2 separate regions of the Pan troglodytes genome follow, and region 1 is linked to region 2. Evidence: chromatin contacts called from public Hi-C data. All regions are on one chromosome and are shown on one strand. The core of a region is the stretch at or near the end of the contact, and the rest is flanking DNA. Distances in the headings are between cores, read along the strand shown.

Region 1 (2,835 bases), core at 37-2,536, 180 kb after region 2:
GTAGCTTCCTGCTTAAGGTTAAAAAATTTAAAACTCAGCTAGGTGCAGTGGCTCACACCTGTAATCCCAGCACTTTGGGAAGCTGAGGCGGGAAGATTGCTTGAGCCCAGGAATTTGAGACCAACCTGGACAACGTAGCAAGACCCCATCTCTATTAAAAATAAATTAATTGCCAGGCGTGGTAGCTCACGCCTGTAATCCCAGCACTTTTGGAGGCCTGCGCAGGTGAATCACCTGAGGTCAGGGGTTCGAGACCAGCCTGGTCAACATGGCAAAACTCCATCTCTACTAAAAATACAAAAATTATCTGGGCATGGTGGCACACTCCTGTAATCCCAGCTACCTGTAATCCCAGGAGGCTGAGGCAGGAGAATCACTTGAACCCAGGAGGCAGAGGTTGCAGTGAGCCAAGATCACACCATTGCATTCCAGCCTGGGCGACAAGAGCGAAACTCTGTCTCCAAAAACAAAATAAATAAAAAAGAAATAATATTTTTAAAACTATTAACTATGCATGTGGCTTTGTCCATAAACATTTAACACACATCTACAGATAATAATGGTTAGCACACATTGAGCTCTCACTCTATACCCAAGATACAGCACTAAGCATTATGCACGGATCTTTTTTAATCCTTTCATTGCCTTGAGGCAGGCATTTTTATCCCCATTTTATCAATGAGGAAATAGGGAAATTAAGCGACTTGCCCAGAGTCACATAGCTAGGGAGGAGCTAGAGCTAGAATTCAAACCCAGGCAGACCACCTCCTAAGTAACCTCCTAGGAAATGTTCTTGAAGGGTACACCTGCCGCCCAGCACAGAGTCAAGCGGGGAGTACGTCTGAGTCAGGAGTGAGTGGGGATAACCTGTACCAGCTGGAACCTCCTTGTTTGCATGGTACTGTGTGCCTTTCACAGCTCACTTGATTTGTTGCCCTCGTCTAGCTGATGCCAGATGTTTTCAGCCTCTGAGCAGAGGAAGGCTGTGATCTGACTCAGGCAGCTGTAGAAAGAATGGACTGGGGACAGGGCAGGGGCAGGGAGACCTGGAGGAGGCTGCTGTCCAGGTGGGAGGTGATGGTGGGGGTGACCAGATGGAGAGTGAGGTGGCCACTCATGACCTGCCAGTGTCCCACTTACTGTCCCCAGTGCTAAAGGAGTTTTTCAAGTAGTGCGCGCCGATGAGGTGGTCAGAGCCAAAATGTGACTGTAAGTCACCCGTCTCCAGGGAGGAAGAAGGAAGATTTCTGGTCCGTGCTGTCCCTCGTTCCCAGCAGAGGGCACTGTGGGACAGTGTCAGTAAGATATAAAGACACTGATCCTGTTGGTCTTAACTGAAACCCACAACCCCAGGGCCACTCAGATTGACAGGGCAAAGCCCCCAACATCATTGCTTTTCATGATTGGTTTCGACACTACCGTGCTTGTGATAAGAGAGATTTGTTTGTTTGTTAATTACCGGGGCCAGAAGTGGGATCATTCTATTCCTTCCACACATGCCTCTCGCCCAGGTGCTATTTGGTGAGGGTGGGTTGTGTGCTTAGAGGTGAAGTCATGACATGTTATTTTTGCCACCTCCTGTGTTTGTCGACTTAGGCAAGCATGTTTTTGCAGTTAATACTTATCCTCCTTAGTCTTTTTGTTGTTTTTGTTGAGACGGAGTCTCACTCTGTCGCCTAGGCTGGAGTGCAGTGGCACAATCTTGGCTCACTGCAACCTCCGCCTCCTGGGTTCAAGTGATTCTCCTGCCTCAGCCTCCTGAGTAACTGGGATTAGAGGCATGAGCCATCATGCCTGGCTAATTTTTCTATTTTAGTAGAGACAGGGTTTCACCACGTTGGCCAGGCTGGTCTCGAACTCCTGACCTAAAGTGATCCGCCCACCTCGACCTCTCAAAGTGCTGGGATTAGAGGTGTGAGCCACCGCACCTGGCCTCCTCCTTAGTCTTTAAACCACAGCCCCAAGTGTACTTTGGGTGCTTGTAACAAGCCCCCTGGAGAGGGATTTTTCTTTGTGCGTTCTTGGTGTGGTGCTGGTCCAGTGCATGGCATAACCTGGTGGCCAGCAGCATGCTGTGGCTACAAGCATGAGCTGGTATTAGTGAGGATGTGGAGCAGCAGGGGCTCTCAGACAGGGCTGGTGGGGTGTAAATTGGTACAACCACTTGGAAAACTGTTTGGCAGTTCAGTAAAATTGAAGATTAGCATGCCTGGTGATTTAGCAATTTCTATCCTAGGCATAAACCCAAAAGAAAAGGTGTTCATGTGCACTGAGGTGCTTCTGTGAGGGTTCCTAACAGCACTATTCACAGTTGGCAAATACTGGAAGCAGTTCTGGTGCTCATCAACAGTGAAAAGGAGTAAAACGTCAGCCTCTCGCAACAGCATAGCTGCAGCTCATATATGTAGCATTCAGAGAAAGAAGCTAGATAACAAAAGAATACAAACTGCCTGGCTGGGCGCAGTGGCTCACACCTGTAATCCTGGCACTTCAGGAGGCCGAGGCAGGAGGATCACTTGAGCCTAGGAGTTGCAGACCAGCCTGGGCAACATAGTGGGACTCTGTCTCTACAAAAATATACAAAATTAGCCAGGCATGGTGGCACATGCCTATAGTCCCAGCTGCTCAGGAGGCTGAGGCAGGGGATCTCTTGCGCCCAGGAGGTCGAGGCTGCAGTGAACCATGATTGTGCCACTCCATTCCAGCCTGGGCAACAGAGTTAGACCCTGTCTTCAAAAGAAAAAAAGAATAAAAAAATACAAACTGCCTGAAGTTCAAAAATAGACAGAAATAAATGATGGTGTTGAAAGTCAGGATAGAGTTAATTTTGAGGAA
Region 2 (3,019 bases), core at 400-2,899:
GAGATCGAGACCATCCTGGCTAACATGGTGAAACCCAGTCTGTACTAAAAATACAAAAATTAGCTGGGTGTGATGGCGCCTGCCTGTAATCCCAGCTACTTGGGAGGCTGAGGTAGGAGAATCACTTGAACCAGGGAGTCAGAGGTTGCAGGGAGCCGAGGTGGCGCCACTGCACTCCAGCCTGGCGACAGAGTGGGACTCCATCTCCAAAAAAAAAAAAAAATGTAGAACTGAAGCAATGAAAACATTTTTCCATTAACCTAACTTGGAATAATATTTTGGATATATTTGGGTTAAATAAAATATTAAAATTAATTTCATAGCTGGGTGAGATGGCTCACGCCTATAATCCCAGCACTTTGCGAGGCTGAGGTAGGAACATGTCTTGAGGCCAGGAGTTCAATACCAGCCTGGGCAACATAGCAAGAAAAAAAAAGTAAGTAAATAATAATGATAAATAAAATGAATTTTACCTGTTTATGTCAAAATTAAAATTGCATATGTGGCTTGCATTACACATAAAAACACACACATATATAATTTTTTTTTTTTTTAAAGAGACAGGGTTCTGCTTTGTCGCCCAAGCTGGAGGGCAGTGATGCTATCATGGTTCACTGCAGTCTCAAACTCCTGGGCTTAAGCGATACTCAGCCTCTTGAATAGCTGGGACTATGGCCACATGCCACCACGCCTAGCTAGTTTTTTAGTTTTAGTAGAGATAGGGTCTTGCTATGTTACCCGGCCAGTCTCCAACTCCTGGCCTTAAGTGATCCTCCTGCCTCGGTGGCTCAAAGTGCAGGGTGTATTTCTCTTAGCTAGTATTGCTCTACATTGTTGTAGTCTGGTGGTGGCCTGATATCCCTACTGGACTGAAAACTCCCTGAAGGTAGGACTCCAGTCTGTCTGGATTTCTCTTGTGTCTCCATAATCACCCAACCTGACATGGAATAGGTGGTTAATCCATTTTTGTTGAATGAGTGGAAAAATGTGGTCTCCCAGGAAGAAACATATGCTTCCCAGCTTCAAGTGCTAGTGAACATCTTCCTAGAAGGCAGGCTGAGGCGGAAAGGGTATTGACTCCGGCTTCTCCACCAGAGGACCTTGCAATTCCAGTCAATTCCCTCGGTAACTCTTATGGAGGAGTGGCAATATACATTAAAAAAGGAGTGTGTGTTGCGGGGTATTCCGCTGCTTGGTTATGTCACCAGGTGGATTAAATTTGGACAAAATTTCCCAAGGTGTAGGTACTCTACAAACACTAGTTACCCTCAGGAATGTGCGATCAACAAAAGAATGCAAGATAACAAGGCCCCTAGGCAGCCCCCGGGTCTTGTGGCTCCCGTCGAAGGCAGAGCTCTGGAGCCGCCTACGCCGGGGAGAGGCGACTACACCTGGGGCCCCTCACCCTCGGGCCTCCTGCACGTGGCAGGGAAGGCAGGGCGTCTCTATCTCAAAGCATCGGCTGCGCCTGTTACCTGCGACAGGATTCCCGACAAGGGACGGGTACGGCGTGTGCACTCAGGAGCTCCTAGAGCTAGGGGCAGCAACTAAGAAGCTACCTGGCGGATGCTGCGAGAGGACTCCGCCCACAGAACGGTTGGCCCCCAACCCCGCAGCCGGCGGACTTCCCGAGGCCAGGGGTCTGAACGCGCGTGCGCATGGGCGCGCGCTCTCGAAAGAAAAAAAAAAATCCTCTCCGCGGGGGCCCGCGGCAATTTAGGCCGGGGTCTGCCGACGACCGCGCGTGCGCGGGCGTGCATCTACGCCCTCTTCCACCGCCCCCTCCGCTGGGGGTCTAGCGCACTGCTCCGCTTCCCCCGTTTCCCCCGGGCTAGCGTCCTAGGGGTGAGTGACTCGAGCCTGGCAGAGAGTGAGGGAGAGGTTCCGCCGAATGAAGGGAGGAGGTAGACGGGGCCAGAAGAAAGGAGAAACCGCCCCGGCGGGGCGAAGAGCGCGGCTCTCGAGCTGTAGTCTGCAGGAGACACACCTCCCTCCCTCACGCCCCTCGGGGCTGCGGAAGTGCTCTAGAGACTGGAGCTGCACGAAGGCGACCAGCGGACTACCGTTCCTAGGAGGCAGCGCGGCGGTGCGCCTACGGCTCCCGGCAGCCCCCGCGCGCTATTCTCTTTTGAGTTCGCGGCCGGCTAGGGCGAAACTACAGTTCCCAGGAGGACTCGCGCGAAGCGGCTTGGAAGTGGGCAGCCTGGAAGTCACTCGGGCCACCGGAGCTGGCGGCGTCTCCAGCGAGCGGCGCGGAGCTGGACGCCGCGATCGTGGGGCCCGCGAGGCGGGCAGCCGGGGCGTCCAGGTACGTGGCTCCGGGTGCAGGATCGGCCTCGCGCAAGGGTGGCGGGGAATCGGTGGCTGCCCGGACCCCGAGGGTCAGCGCGGGCGGACGGCCGGGTGTGGGTACTGGCCGTGGGGGGCGGCGGCGCCGGGACTCGCGCCCTCCGGACCCAGCCGGACTCGTGCCCGCATGGCTCAACTTTCCAGGCGTGCACCCCGGCGCTGTGGTGAAGAGCTTGGAGGCGGGGAGCGGTGGATTCGCGTCCCGGCTGTGCCACTCGGGAGCCGCGATCTGGGGAAACCGCGCCGAACCTCAATTTCCCCTGCAGTAAAACGGAGTAGGAGAGCATCTTGGCGGAGACTCTGTTGAGATAATATAATAAAACATTTGGCACATAGGAGGCACTTACTACGTATTTGGGTTATTGTTAGCTCTCCGAAAAATGAGGTGAAGATGTTATCGATTGCATAGGGTGAGGATTAGTTGAGCGTGTGCATGTAAAGAGGTGAGTCCTTAGTTAGCACCCAATGCAGGCTAGCTGCTGTTAACCGAGATTATTTTGTTAAGAGCGTTGGTTTGGAAGGCAGAGAGACCCCAGGTTCAAATTTGAACATTTACCAGTTGTGTGACTTTGGGCAACTGGCTTCACCTCTCTGTGCCTTGGTTTCCCTATCTATAAAATGGGGATTTAAATAGCAACCACTTCGTCGAGTTGTTTTCAGGATGCAGTGA

Evidence for each region. Hi-C and Micro-C count contacts between places; a contact is called where the count stands out from the background.
Region 1: a Hi-C map of induced pluripotent stem cells shows a contact between it and region 2, with 3 times the contacts expected there. The contact joins the enhancer-like site here to the promoter of WDR87 in region 2. A contact is called at or near these places in 4 of 7 Hi-C or Micro-C datasets (blood, induced pluripotent stem cells and stem cell-derived neural progenitor cells) and 1 of 1 datasets of contacts at active chromatin or transcription factors (stem cell-derived excitatory neurons).

What each region holds. Positions count from the first base shown.
Region 1 is chr20:41,218,080-41,220,914 of NHGRI_mPanTro3-v2.0_pri, forward strand. The region is part of intron 4 of SIPA1L3 (signal induced proliferation associated 1 like 3); the gene reads left to right. Among named protein-coding and RNA genes, the nearest start is that of DPF1, 130 kb to the right of the region's middle. Within about 2 kb of position 1,287, at least 3 of the 24 cell types and tissues checked have an H3K27ac peak or open chromatin away from gene starts, as enhancers often do. A contact at or near this core is called in induced pluripotent stem cells, where this site is marked.
Region 2 is chr20:41,036,853-41,039,871 of NHGRI_mPanTro3-v2.0_pri, forward strand. It overlaps WDR87 (WD repeat domain 87), which reads right to left and starts at 1,650. Exons shown (of 6, transcript XM_054673401.2): 1 at 1,476-1,650. It overlaps SIPA1L3 (signal induced proliferation associated 1 like 3), which reads left to right and starts at 1,741. Exons shown (of 22, transcript XM_024351291.3): 1 at 1,741-2,308.